Regions from separate parts of the Macaca mulatta genome. Here region 1 is linked to region 2. Evidence: chromatin contacts called from public Hi-C data. All regions are on one chromosome and are shown on one strand. Each heading gives the region's core, a stretch centred on a gene start, on an enhancer-like site or on the middle of the called end of the contact. The rest is flanking DNA. Distances are from core to core; before and after follow the strand shown. Region 1 holds the start of TUT1 (terminal uridylyl transferase 1, U6 snRNA-specific). Region 2 holds the start of SLC3A2 (solute carrier family 3 member 2).

Region 1 (6,891 bases), core at 12-2,511, 270 kb after region 2:
AATTCTGGAAGTTGCTGGCAGCCAGGGTAACATGTATACCACCTTGGTGGTGGTGATGGGGTTATAGGAGGATCTCCTCACCTAGCTGTGTGGTGTATTTGGCAGATGAGAATTCTACCATTGAACCACTCGAGCACCTCTGGGTGTATGTGTACAGCCTGCTGCTTCAGGATCCTCAAGGCCAGTCTCAGCAACTGCCTTGATACCCTGATCCACTGTAGCACCGTTTCCTGCCTGAAAGGTTTGGGACACTGAGATTAGATGCCTGAGCAGGGCCCATTAGAAGGAACACCTTAGGAGAGACAACAAGAAGTTCAGCCTACTATATGCTCCTTGGGCACTTCCTTTAGAGATGGGGAACAGCCTCGGCAGTTGTGACTCGCTCAAGGTCAAAGACCATGGTGTCTGCCTTCGGTCCACTGCTCTTTGCGCCATTCAAAGCTGTGGGCTGAGCCCATCTGAAAGTCCTCTCCACCTCCTTATGATCCCTGTCCCTAGGGCATCCCCAGCTCCTCTAGTCCCTCCCTGTACTGAGCCTACACCTCGGCGGTGTTGGGAGGAACTGACAATTATACCAGATGGGCTTTGACAGCATTCGCCCCCTCCAGTGTCTTCACTCAGTTACCGGTACTCGGTTTTGTCTTGTCGCACTGCTCTGGGGTACGCCAGTGGCTCTGGCTCCTCGGGAGTACACCACGCAGCCCACTACTGCGGAAGGAATGGGCCTGGCTCCAGGGACCTTGTGGAGTCCGGAAGGTGCCCGGTGGTGGCAGAGCTCCCCAACCAGGGCTAGAAGCAGTCGCAGAACACCCGTTTTGCGAGAGGACAGGGGGTGGAGGGAGGGAGTAACAGCCCTGAAAAGGTTGGAAGTCCAGGAACAGCCCTGGGCTCCGTGGGGCAAAGGATTGGAAGCCGCCGATCCTCTGCCTTTATTCGTCGGGTAAATAAGGGTCGAGGGTACAGACACAAGGGTATCTACTGCGGGGTGAAGGAGCTGCAGCTAGACGCTACCCGGCGCCGGCCTTTGTGGCTGCTGTCATAAATATTCACGACGCTTTGGGCCAATCAACGCCTGAACAGCTTAAAGCACACCAATCGGCTTGCCGCATGCAGATAAGCATCGTAACGCGCGGCTTTTCCTAAAACGGGCGGGGACTCGACAGCGGCTAGGAACGGAACCCGGAGTCGAAGGAGCTTGGTTTCCGGAGGAGTGTGTCCGCTCAATTGGACGACTTATGTCACTTCCTATCGGACCGGCGGAAGTAGCTTCCGAGCGCGTTGAGCTTCAGAGAAGTGGGTTCCGGTCGTGGCAGAGGTGCTTGTGTTTTTGTCGGTACAGGAGAGTCGCTATGGCGGCGGTGGATTCGGATGTCGAATCGCTGCCACGTGGGGGTTTCCGCTGCTGCCTCTGCCACGTTACTACAGCCAACCGTAAGCGGTGGCTAGTGAGGGACCCGGGTGGTTGCGGGCTTTCGTCTTTTGATCCTGGCGAAAGTTAGGGTTATAGGTAATCGTTCCTGTCAGGTCGGTTGGTAGGGTCTCTCACCTGCGTTTTTACTCCGCAAGTCCGAGGGGATTTGGAGAGTCGGGAAAGTCCCACCACATTACACTCCTTCTCAGTATACGAAATCTCCACAACGCGTTTCATTGTTTTATTCCTTCTTTAACCATCATCTATTGGACATATGCTCTGTGCCTGGTATTCTGCTGATCTTTAGGGTGGGGGAAGGGGGTTCAGAGATGAAGGAGCTCACCGTTTAGAGATGGAGAAAGTTTCAATGCTTTATAGATATGTTTGGAGAACTGTGGGACCACAGAGAATCAATAACTAAATCAGAGAAGCCCTACAGAGGACCTACTCAAAGGCGGGGACGGATGAAATAGATGGCATGAATGACTAGACCATAAGATACCAGTGAGGAAGGGACAGAAGATGGGTTTGGAAAAATGGACAAGGTTCTTGTATGACAGAGAAGGGGTTCACTGTAACTTCAAATTCCACTTTTTTTTTTTTTTTGAGACAAGGTCTCGCTCTGTCACCCAGGCTGCGGTGCAGTGGTGTGATCTCGGCTCACTGCAGCCTCAACCTCAGCTGCAGAGTGATACCCCCAGCTAGTCTCCCAAGTAGTTGGGTCTACAAGCGTGTACCACCATACTTGGCTAATTTTTTTTTTTTTTTTGAGACGGAGTCTCGCTCTGTCGCCCAGGCTGGGAGTGCAGTGGCGCCATCTCGGTTCACTGCAAGCTCCACCTCCCAGGTTCACGCCATTCTCCTGCCTCAGCCTCCCGAGTAGCTGGGACTACAGGTGCCCACCACCATGCCCGGCTATTTTTTTTATTTTTAGTAGAGACGGGGTTTCACCGTGTTAGCCAGGATGGTCTTGGTCTCCTGATCCCGTGATCCGCCCACCTCCGCCTCTCAACGTGTTGGGATTATAGGCGTGAGCCACCACGCCCGGCCTTGTCTAATTTTTTAATTTTTTGTAGAGATGGGGTTTCACCGTGTTGCCTAGGCTGGTCTCCAACTCCTGGCCTCAAGCGATCTTCCCATCTTGGCCTCCCAAAGTGCTGGGATTACAGGTGTGAGCCAATGTGCCCGGCCCTACTTTTGAAGTCTGGAATCACAATCTTCCCTAAACAGGGTCTACTTCCATTCTTCCTTTTCTCTGTGAATGGCACTATCACTGTTCATCCAGTAAGCCAAGCCAGAAACGTAGGAGTCTTCCTTGGCCCCACATTTACTTTAGTGACATCAAGCAGCTAACTCATAATAAAATAATAGCAATGGCTAGTTTTTCTTTTTTTTTTTTTTTTTTTTTTTTTGAGACGGAGTCTCGCTCTGTCGCCCCGGCTGGAGTGCAGTGGCCGGATCTCAGCTCACTGCAAGCTCCGCCTCCGGGGTTTACGCCATTCTCCTGCCTCAGCCTCCCAAGTAACTGGGATTACAGGCGCCCGCCATCTCGCCCGGCTATTTTTTTGTATTTTTTAGTAGAGACGGGGTTTCACCGTGTTCGCCAGGATGGTCTCGATCTCCTGACCTCGTGATCCACCCGTCTCGGCCTCCCAAAGTGCTGGGATTACAGGCTTGAGCCACCGCGCCCGGCATGCAATGGCTAGTTTTTCAACATTTACCATGTACCAGACTCTCTGCCAAGTGATACATGTGAATAATACCTGTGTGTGAGGTGCTAGATACTGTTATTTCCATTTTATATCTGAGGAAGTTGAAGCATAGTGAGGTTTCATGACTTGACCAAGGTCTCACACAGCTTGACAGAGCTGGGATTTGAACTTGGGCAATGTGATTTCAGATCCTGCCCTTGACATCACTGTATCATACCATGTCCAGAGATGATCCACGAAGTATTCTAGGATCTGAATTTTTTTAGTTCTTCTGTAGATGACCTGGATAAGTTACCTGTTAATTTCTTTCCAGCTCTACCTAGCACAAATAGGTGGTTTAAGAAGGACTTTACTATCACACAGTTCTTTAAGTAAAAATAAACGAAATACTTATAGTGTAGCCAGTTCTCCTGGGAACCTGTCTCTACTAAAAATACAAAAATTAGCTAGGCGTGGTGACACACACCTGTAGTCCCAGCTACTCAGGAGGCTGAGGCAGGAGAATTTGTAGAACCTGGGCGGCAGAAATTGCAGTGAGTGGAGACTGTGCCACTGAACTCCAGCGGGGGTGACAGTGAGACTTTTAAAAAAAATTTTTTAAAAAAGAATGTACTATTTAGACAAATGTATAAGAGAGGAAGGTGAAAGGAGCCAAGACTTTGTTTAGTCAAAGGTCACAGTTTCTGTGGCTTGGAAGGATCAGTAAGATTTAGGTATGCAGAGAGCAAAGGCAGACACGCTGAAGAGTGCTTTGGATGTTTTTATCTCACACTTGTCTTTGCAGGACCCAGCCTTGATGCCCACTTGGGAGGCAGAAAGCACCGGCACCTGGTGGAACTACGAGCTGCGAGAAAGGCCCAGGGACTTCGAAGTGTATTTGTCAGTGGCTTTCCCAGGGATGTGGATTCTGCTCAGCTCTCTGAGTATTTCCAAGCATTTGGACCTGTGGCCAGTGTTGTCATGGACAAGGACAAGGTAAAGTGAATGGCTCTCGGGGTAAAGAATGAATCAGGACTGGGTGCGATGGCTCACGCCTGTAATCCCAACACTTTGGGAGGCTGAGGCAGGCGGATCCATCCTGAGGTCAGGAGTTGGACAACATGGTGAAACCCCCCCATCTCTACTAAAAATAAAAAATTAGCTGGGTGTGGTGACGCATGCCTGTAGTCCCAGCTACTTGGGTGGCTAAGGCAGGAGAATTGCTTGAACCTGGGAGGCAGAGGTTGCAGTAAGCTGAGATCGTGCCACTGCACTCCAGTCTGGATGACAGAGCAAGACTCCATCTTAAAAAAAGAAAAAAAAAAAAAAAAGAATGAATCAGATGTGCTGTGTACCAAAGAGACAAGAGAGAGAAACCAACAGCCTCTTTGAGCTGGTTCCTAATGTGGCTTGTTCTTGATGGACATCACAGTATTTGGGCTTGGCCAACTTTGGGAGCTTCTCACACCTCCCCCGCCCTTTGAATTTTTTTTTTTTTTTTTTTTTTTTGAGACGGAGTCTCGCTCTGTTGCCCGGGCTGGAGTGCAGTGGCCGGATCTCAGCTCACTGCAAGCTCCGCCTCCCAGGTTTACGCCATTCTCCTGCCTCAGCCTCCCGAGTAGCTGGGACTACAGGCGCCTGCCACCTCGCCCGACTAGTTTTTTGTATTTTTTTATAGTAGAGACGGGGTTTCACTGTGTTAGCCAGGATGGTCTCAATCTCCTGACCTCGTGATCCGCCCGTCTCGGCCTCCCAAAGTGCTGGGATTACAGGCTTGAGCCACCGCGCCCGGCCTGAATTTTTATTTTTATTATTATTATTATTATTATTATTGTTTTTTTTTTTGACGCGGAGTCTTGCTCTGTGCCCCAGGCTGGAGTGCAGTGGCGCGATCTCGGCTCACTGCAAGCTCCGCTCCCCCGGGTTCACGCCATTCTCCTGCCTCAGCCTCCCGAGTAGCTGGGACTACAGGCGCCCGCCACCTCGCCCGGCTAATTTTCTTGTATTTTTAGTAGAGACGGGGTTTCACCGTGTTAGCCAGGATGGTCTCGATCTCCTGACCTCATGATCCGCCCGTCTCGGCCTCCCAAAGTGCTGGGATTACAGGCTTGAGCCACTGCGCCCGGCCTATTTTTATTATTTTTTTCAGTGCAGTGGCACAGTCTTGACTCACGGCGACGTCTGCCTCCTGCGTTCCAGCAATTCTCACACCTTAACCTCCCGAACAGCTGGGATTACAGGTGCATACCACCACGCCCAGCTAATTTTTGTATTTTTAGTAGAGATGGGGTTTCACCATGTTGGCCAGGCTGGTCTCAAACTCCTGACCTTAGGTGATCTGCACGCCTCAACCTCCCAAAGTGCTGGGATCACGGGCATGAGCCACTGCTTCCAGTCGCACCCCTTGGATTTTATCACTTCACCAGAGTTAGTCATTGGGAGATTTTTTTGTGTGTGTCATTTATTGATTCAGTGAATTCTTTGCCAAATATTTATTCATAGCTAACTTTGTGCTAGGCACTATGCTTAGGGCTGCATTCTTAGTAGTGAATGGGATAGATATGGTCCCTGCTCTTACAGAGCCTATAGTCTAGAGGAGAAAGTAAACAAACAAGTAATTATAGTGAAAGTTGGTGCTTAAAGAACAACATACCATTGGATCAACTCTACAAGAACCTGGTTGATAAACCAGTTAGCAGTTTATTAACTTACACTGAGAGGTACTGAGGTTGTTTGGTTAGAACACCCTCTCCTTTGGAGAGTGTTAAACAAGCTCATGCTTTTTGTGTTGCCTCCATGTAGGCTTTGTTAGAATCTCTTCGGTCCCTTGAAAAAAGTTCACTGTTGAGGTGCTGTGTTCCTTGGTCATACTGTGGTTGTGAGGCTGCACTCTTGTTATGTAGGCATGGCTTAGGTGATCCCAAATACCCTTTGCAGCCCAGGTTATCTTTTAGAATGGGGTGGAGCCTGTGTTTGTTAGGGATTGCATTCAGCAACCAAACTACAAATGGCTTAAACAATAGGAGCTTAGTTTTTCTCATGTAACAAGAAGTCCAGACCTGGACAGTTCAGGGCTTTGCTGTTTTCCTGCTCTGCCATTATTGGCATGTGGCTCTTCATAGTTGGGATACTGCTGCCCTATATTTCAGGTAAGAAGTAGGGGCAGGTTGTATGGCAGAGCATAAAAGGTTAGTGTCGGCTGGGCGCGGTGGCTCACGCCTGTAATCCCAGCACTTTGGGAGGCTGAGGCGGGCGGATCACGAGGTCAGGAGATTGAGACCATCCTGGCTAACACAGTGAAACCTGGTCTCTACTGAAAATACAAAAAAATTAGCTGGGCGCCGTGGCGGGTGCCTGTAGTCCCAGCTACTCCGGAGGCTGAGGCAGGAGAATCGCTTGAACCTGGGAGGTGGAGGTTGTGGTGAGCTGACATTGCACTCCAACCTGGGCAACAAGAGCGAAACTCTGTCTCAAAAAAATAAAAGGTTATTGTCACCTCAGTCTAAGTTCCATCCTCCTATTTTTTTTTCCTTTTTTTCTGAGAAAAATGTCTTTTCTTTTTCCTTTTTTTTTTTAGAGGGAGTTTTTTGGTGATAGAATTCTGGCCACTGAGATATAAGTAGAAGTTTACTGAGGAGGCCTTTAGGAAAAGTATTTTTCTCGGTCAGGCACAGTGGCTTACGCCTGTAATTCCAGCACTTTGGGAGGCTGAGGTGGGAGGATCACCTAAGGTCAGGAGTTCAAGACCAGCCTGACCAACATGGTGAAACCCTCTCTCTACTACAAATA
Region 2 (6,519 bases), core at 3,322-5,821:
AAGTCAGACCTGACCAGACTTTTTTTTTTTTTTTTGAGAGAGAGGTTTCGCTCTTGTAGGCCAGGTTGGAGTGCAGTGGCTCGATCTCAGCTCACCGCAACCTCCGCCTTCCTCAAGTCATTCTCCTGCCTCAGCCTGCTGAGTAGCTGGGATTACAGGCATGCGCGACCATGCCTGGCTGATTGTGTATTTTTAGTAGAGACAAGGTTCCTCCATGTTGGTCCGGCTGGTCTCAAACTCCCAACCTCAAGTGATCCACCCACCTAGGCCTCCCAGCGTGAGCCATCCTGCCCGACAGACCAGAGTTTTTATTTGTAAAGATCACTCTGGCTACAATGTGGAGAATGAACTAGAAGGGAAGAAGCCAGAGCCAGGAAGTCAGACTAAGTCTGTTACCTACAGATTGCTTTGGGAGGCCAAGGCTGGAGAATCACCTGAGCCCAGGAGTTTGAGACCAGCCTGGGCAACACAGCAAGACCTCTGTCTATACAAAAAGTAAAATAAGTTAGCTGGGCATAGTGGCCAGTGCCTGTACTCCCAGCTCAGCCCAGAGGATTGCTTGAGCCCAGGAGTTTGAGGTTACAGTGACCAAGAGTGAAACCCTCTTTTTTTTGAGACAGGGTCTCTATTTGTTGCACAATTAAAGCTCACTGCAGCCTTGAACTCCTGGGCTCAAGCAATCCTCCCTACCTCAGCCTCCCCCAGAACTGGGACTATACACATGCACCACCACACTCAGCTAATTTTTATTTTTGCAGAGACGGGTCTCCGAATGTTGTCCAGGCTGGTCTCAAACTCCTGGGCTCAAGCACGCTGCTTGCCTTGGCCCCCCAAAGTGCTGGGATTATGTGGGGGAAAGAAAAAAGAGATCAGACTGTTACTGTGTCTATGTAAAAAAGGAAGACATAAGAAATTCCATTTTGATCTGTACTAAGAAAAATTCTTCTGCCTTGAGATGCTATTAATCTGTAACCCTAGCCCCAACACTGTGCTCGCAGAAACATGTGCTGTATTGACTCAAGGTTTAATGGATTTAGGGCTGTGCAGGATGTGCTTTGTTAAAAATGTGTTTGCAGGCAGTATGCTTGGTAAAAGTCACCGCCATTCTCCAGTCTCCGGTCTCGAGTACCCAGGGACACAACGCACTGTGGAAGGCCGCAGGGACTGCTGCCCAACAAAGCCTGGGTATTGTCCAAGGTTTCTCCCCACTGAGACAGCCTGAGATATGGCCTTGTGGGAAGGGAAAGACCTGACCGTCCCCCAGACACCCGTAAAGGGTCTGTGCTGAGGAGGATTAGTGAAAGAGGAAGGCTTCTTTGCAGTTGAGATAAAAGGAAGGCATCTATCTGTCTCCTGCTCATCCCTGGGCAATGGAATGTCTCGGTATAAAACCTGATCGTACGTTACATTCTATTTACTGAGATAGGAGAAAACTGCCTTATCGATGGAGGTTAGACATGCTGGCGGCAATACTGCTTTTTTTTTTTTTTTTGAGAGGGAGTCTTGCCTTGTCACCCAGGCTGGAGTGCAGTGGTGCAATCTCAGTTCACTGCAAGCTCCGCCTCCCGGGTTCCCTCCATTCTCCTGCCTCAGCCTCCCAAGTAGCTGGGACTACAGGTGCGCGCCATCACATCCAGCTAATTTTTTTGTATTTTAGTAGAGACGGGGTTTCACCATGTTAGCCAGGATGGTCTCCATCTCCTGACCTCGTGATCCGCCCGTCTGGGCCTCCCAAAGTGCTGAGATTACAGTGCTGGGATTACAGGCGTGAGCCACCGTGCCTGGCCGACAATACTGCTCTTTACTCCACTGAGATGTTTGTGTAAAGTCAAACATAAATCTGGCCTACATGCACATCGAGGCACAGCACCTTTCCTTAAACTTATTTATGACAGAGTCCTTTGCTCACATGTTTTCCTGCTGACCCTCTCCCCACCATTACCCTATAGTCCTGCCACATCCCCCTCACCGAGATGGTAGAGATAGTGATCAATAAATGCTGAGGGAACTCAGAGACCGGTGCCGGTGTGGGTCCTCCTTATGCTGAGTGTCGGTCCCCTAGGCCCACTTTTCTTCCTCTATACTTTGTCTCTCTGTCTTATTTTCTCAGTGTCTCGTCCCACCTGATGAGAAATACCCACAGGTGTGGAGGGGCTGGCCCCCTTCAGGATTACAGGCGTGAGCCGCTCTACCTAGCCTACTTTTTTTTAAATGCCCTATTTTCTAGTAGATTCTATGTCACTACACAAGAGGTTGCAAACTCACAATGAGGGCCACCTTTGGCCCACAGGCATATTTCGGTTTTTTGTTTGTTTGTTTTTGAGACTCGCTCTTGTCCCCCAGGCTGGAGTGCAGTGGGGTGATCTTGGCTCACTGCAACTTCCACCTCCCGGGTTCAACCGCTTCTCCTGCCTCACCCTCCTAAGTAGCTGGGATTACAATCGCCCGCCACCGCACCCACACCACGCCCGGCTTATTTTTGTATTTTTAGTAGAGAAGGGGTTTCACCATGTTGGCCATGCTGGTCTCTAACTCCTGACCTCAGGTGATCCGCCCACTTCGGCCTCCCAAAGTGCTAGGATTACAGACATGAGCCACCGCGCCCGGCCAAAAAAATTTAAACTCAACATTTTAAAGTGGGTAAATACACAATTCTGGACTTCTGGATTCTTTTGAAAACTATTTGATCACACAGAGACAATACTGTCACAAGGCAACAATCAGCTGGAGCTGTGAAAGGGCTGCCCAGTTCACCAGAGTCCCAACTCAGTTCATTTCACTTACCTACATTACTTAGCTGATTTCTGTATGTGAGTTGGAGACCCCTAACCCAAATCCCCTCTTTTCCACTTCCACTGCCGTTACACTTGCTAGTATTGAATCCTCTTGCCTAAACTACTATGGCAATCTAATTAATGACCTTGTCTCCATCTTATCCCCCAATGTCTTATCACTTTCCTACTTAAAAACTCTCCCTGGTTTTTTTTTTCTATCTATGATTCAAGTGATTTAGCTTTGCTCTCAAGGTCCTGCTTATGTGGCTTTCCCCAGGAAATACATTCCAGTTTTATATTCTAATACTCCCCTTTTGCCCATCTTTCATGAATTGTAGCCACACACTTCTTTCTTTTTCTTGCACCAAGCTTGTGCTCCAGTTGTTTCTTTAACTGGAATTCCCCTCCGGAGTCTTTCAACCCTTTCAGGCCCAGACACTCTATAAAGCATTTCCCAACTGCCATTCCCACTCACAACCTCCCCAGCCTTGTCTGTCTACTCTGGGCCATCTTGATTTTCCATAGTTTATCTGTCCCACTTTTTTTTTTTTTTTTGAGACAGGGTCTCACTCAGTCATCCAGGCTGGAGTGCAGTGCAGTGGCTTGATCACAACTCACTTACAGCCTCAAATTTCTGGGCTCAAGCAATCCTCCCACCTCAGCTTCCCAAGTAGCTGAGGCTACAGGCATGCACCACCGCTCCTGGCTAATTTTTTCTATTTTTCTGTAGAGATGGGTATCGGTTTCTCACTATGTTGCTTAGGCTGGTCTTGAACTCTTGGGTTCAAGAGATCCTCCCACCTTGGCCTCCCAAAATGCTGAGCCAGGCCGGGTGTGGTGGCCTACGCCTGTAATCCCAGCACTTTGGGAGGCTGAGGCAGGAGGTCACCAGGTCAGCAGTTCGAGACCAGCCTGGCCAACGTGATGAAACCCCATCTCTCCTAAAAATACAAAAATTAGCGTGGCTTGATGATTGCGGGAGCCTGTAATCCCAGCTACTCAGGAGGCTGAGGAAGGAGAATCGCTTGAACCTGGGAGGCAGAGGTTGCAGTGAACCGACATCCCGCCACTGCACTCTGGGCGACAGAGCAGAACTCTGTCTCGGAAAAAAAAAAATGTTTATAAAGTGTGCTTGTACACGTAGATGTTTACCACGAACGACTGAACTAATGCTGTCCGGTCTCAGTAAAACAGTCTATAGCTGACTGCAACCATAGTGATCGGGCAGGAGTTGCAGCAGGCAGCACCGCGGGAGCCCTTTAAGGTTCCCCATCAATAAAGGGGGCTGTCATCCTACCTAGCTCTTGGGATTTTGATGGATTAATCGATTAATACAGTGTGCTTAAGACGGTGCTCCACAAATGTTAGCTAATGCTGGCCCGTAGTAGTCCAAGATCTAAAGAAAACGCACCAGAAGGCAGGACATAGGGGACCAGTTAGAAAAAAATCAGATCCTGTCTTCAGTGGAGCACTTACGCCCTGACTTACTTTACCGAAATGGCTCCCCCAAAGGGGACCTCCTCCCGAGTTTAGCTCGGGATCCAGTACCTGAGTCATCCCCCGCGCTGAGACCCTGGACACCAGCCTCCGAATGTGAGCCCGGCAGCTGGCGGGGAATCGAAACGACGGCGGTCGAGGCTTCAGGAGGCTGTAGCTCCATGGAGGCGGATCCTGCACACAGGTTTCGGGTGTGTGGGGGGAAGGGGGAGCTCAGAACAGGGTTAGCGGGTAAGCAGTCGTGACCGTCAGTCCAGGATCCGCGTGAGGCAGTGATCTCACCGCTCCTGCCACATGCACTGGGTGAGAAAACTAAGCCGCAATGCGGTCGGTGAGGTTCCGTAGGACGCATGCGCGCCCTTTTCGCGCCGCAAGTTCAGGTAGCGCTTTGTCCACGCCCTCCTTCCCTGGAACTCTCTACCCACAACTCCCCGGGGTCGCATGCGGTCAACGTATGCGCGTGCGCTCGCCATAGCACCGCCCCCAAATCCCGTGGGCCTCTGCGGGATGGTATTTAATCGTCTCTCCGTGCCAATTTCGGTCTCATTGTTCTACTGCCGCTGGTAAGTGATTTCGTAAGATTTGTAGCTGTCAGTGTTTTGTGCTTTGTCCGTTTCTTTTATTTTGAACGATTGTGCGGACATCGCATAGCACGCGCTATGCCTTCTGTGTTGTAGCTGTCTAGCCAGGGTGACTGGCGGGTGAGGTCTTGTGGGTGGCCTCGAGACTTAAATTAAGTAGCAGCGGGGCTTTGTGAAGGACAAGATGGCGATGGCGGGCCGTGCGGGTCCCCTCCCTATGATGAGGACCTTTTCACAGACCTGTACTGAGCTCCGTGAGGATAAGTGACTCTGAGGAGATGGGCCCTGCAAGCCTCCTACTTAGCCGTCGGCTCAGAAGATAGCGTTTTCGAAATGCCCTGTGTTGACCTAATGTCTTCTTGGACTCTTGTCTGCAGGGTTTACGCGCACGTTGGAATCGAAGAGAGCTCTATGTTACAGTAAGTTCTTATGGCCATTTCTTAACCTCTGCTCTTTCGTTGAGTGTGTAGAAGTTGCTACGGGGATGATTTTACAAACTGAACTCTCTCTTTCTGATGGATTAGTGGAGAAAACAAAAATTCTGAGTAGCACTGTACTGTACGCAATAAATGTCAGGGACTTATTGATTTGTCTGAGGTGTTAGTGAAGGCTGTTATTTTTTCAGATGTTTAGCCCACAAAAGCTCACTGGTGAAGGAATGGGACAAGACCCATCTTTCTGCAAAGCCAGCGTTACAGTAATGTTCCAGGTAGGTGTACATGCTTTTATGCTCTTACAGAGGAGACCTTGCTAGATAACCACTCCGTGATGAACACAAAATGACAAGCATATGGCTGAACTTATAAGTGATGTCATCTTACTACTGAGAAGTGACAGCGAGGTCTTCGGGGGTCTTTGAATGACTATTTTTAGGTACATAAAATGCCTTCCTCTGTTGTCTACAGCATCTCATAATCTATCCTGAGGAATTCAGCTGCCTCCCAGGGTGAATACAGGTAATTATTCAAATTGGTGTATGTCATCTCTGTAAATGTTCACAAGAGAACAAGTGGCCGGCGGAAGCAATTTTGTTTTTTGGCGCCTTCCATCTTGTTCCTCTTGAGATAATTTTCTGGGAAGCGAGATCGCAACCCGGTACTACAGTTCTTGTAAAGGTGCGCTGTTATCCTCATCCATATATCGATCACTTTACTGTCAGATGATTTGAATTGATAAGCTGATGTTCTGTGAGGTACAAAAATTAATAGCATGTTAGAGTTCTGATGGCAGTTGTTGATTTTGAATAAGTTTCATTCCATCCTAATACCTTAAAATAACTAATTTGCTTTGCTTTCCAGGTATTCCTCATGACAATCTGCCTCTATCTTACAGTACGTTGCTTTTTTAATTCTATGGGCCTATTATCTAATTGATAACTTAGCCATCTTGATGTTTGTTACCAAAGCCTGCTTAAACCATAAAGTTTTCTGGTTCCTCTTGTTCTCTGTAGTGATGTTTCCAGACCTCCCCTTTTTTCTCTCAGATAGATGCCCACTGATCTGCCCAGGGTCAGACTAGTGCTTGTCAGTTGTAGGTTTCCACGGTTCAGCTCCAATGAGGAGGAAACATCCTGCCTCAGCCCTGTTCTAGCCTGGGAACCAGTAATTGTGAACCCACCAGGATTAACTGAAAAAGGGCATGAGAGCTTATTCCATAAGCTGTCTGAG

The links. A called contact is a pair of places that touch in the nucleus more often than the background predicts.
Region 1: a contact with region 2 is called in a Hi-C map of fetal cortical plate, with 2.7 times the contacts expected there. The contact joins the promoter of TUT1 here to the promoter of SLC3A2 in region 2. A contact is called at or near these places in 4 of 14 Hi-C or Micro-C datasets (CD4 T cells, cortical neurons, fetal cortex germinal zone and 1 more).

Annotation. Positions count from the first base shown.
Region 1 is chr14:11,474,856-11,481,746 of T2T-MMU8v2.0, forward strand. It overlaps TUT1 (terminal uridylyl transferase 1, U6 snRNA-specific), which reads left to right and starts at 1,262. Exons shown (of 9, transcript XM_077962486.1): 1 at 1,262-1,431; 2 at 3,908-4,098. The coding sequence starts at 1,350.
Region 2 is chr14:11,198,486-11,205,004 of T2T-MMU8v2.0, forward strand. SLC3A2 (solute carrier family 3 member 2) reads right to left here and starts at 4,572. Exons shown (of 12, transcript XM_077962507.1): 1 at 4,323-4,572. The coding sequence starts at 4,434. LOC718486 (a long non-coding RNA gene) reads left to right here and starts at 3,946. Exons shown (of 10, transcript XR_013403642.1): 1 at 3,946-4,834; 2 at 5,230-5,271; 3 at 5,478-5,561; 4 at 5,758-5,808; 5 at 6,151-6,183. LOC114672513 (small nucleolar RNA SNORD26) reads left to right here and starts at 5,329; the gene lies at 5,329-5,402. LOC114672512 (small nucleolar RNA SNORD27) reads left to right here and starts at 5,613; the gene lies at 5,613-5,684. It also overlaps LOC114672511 and LOC114672519.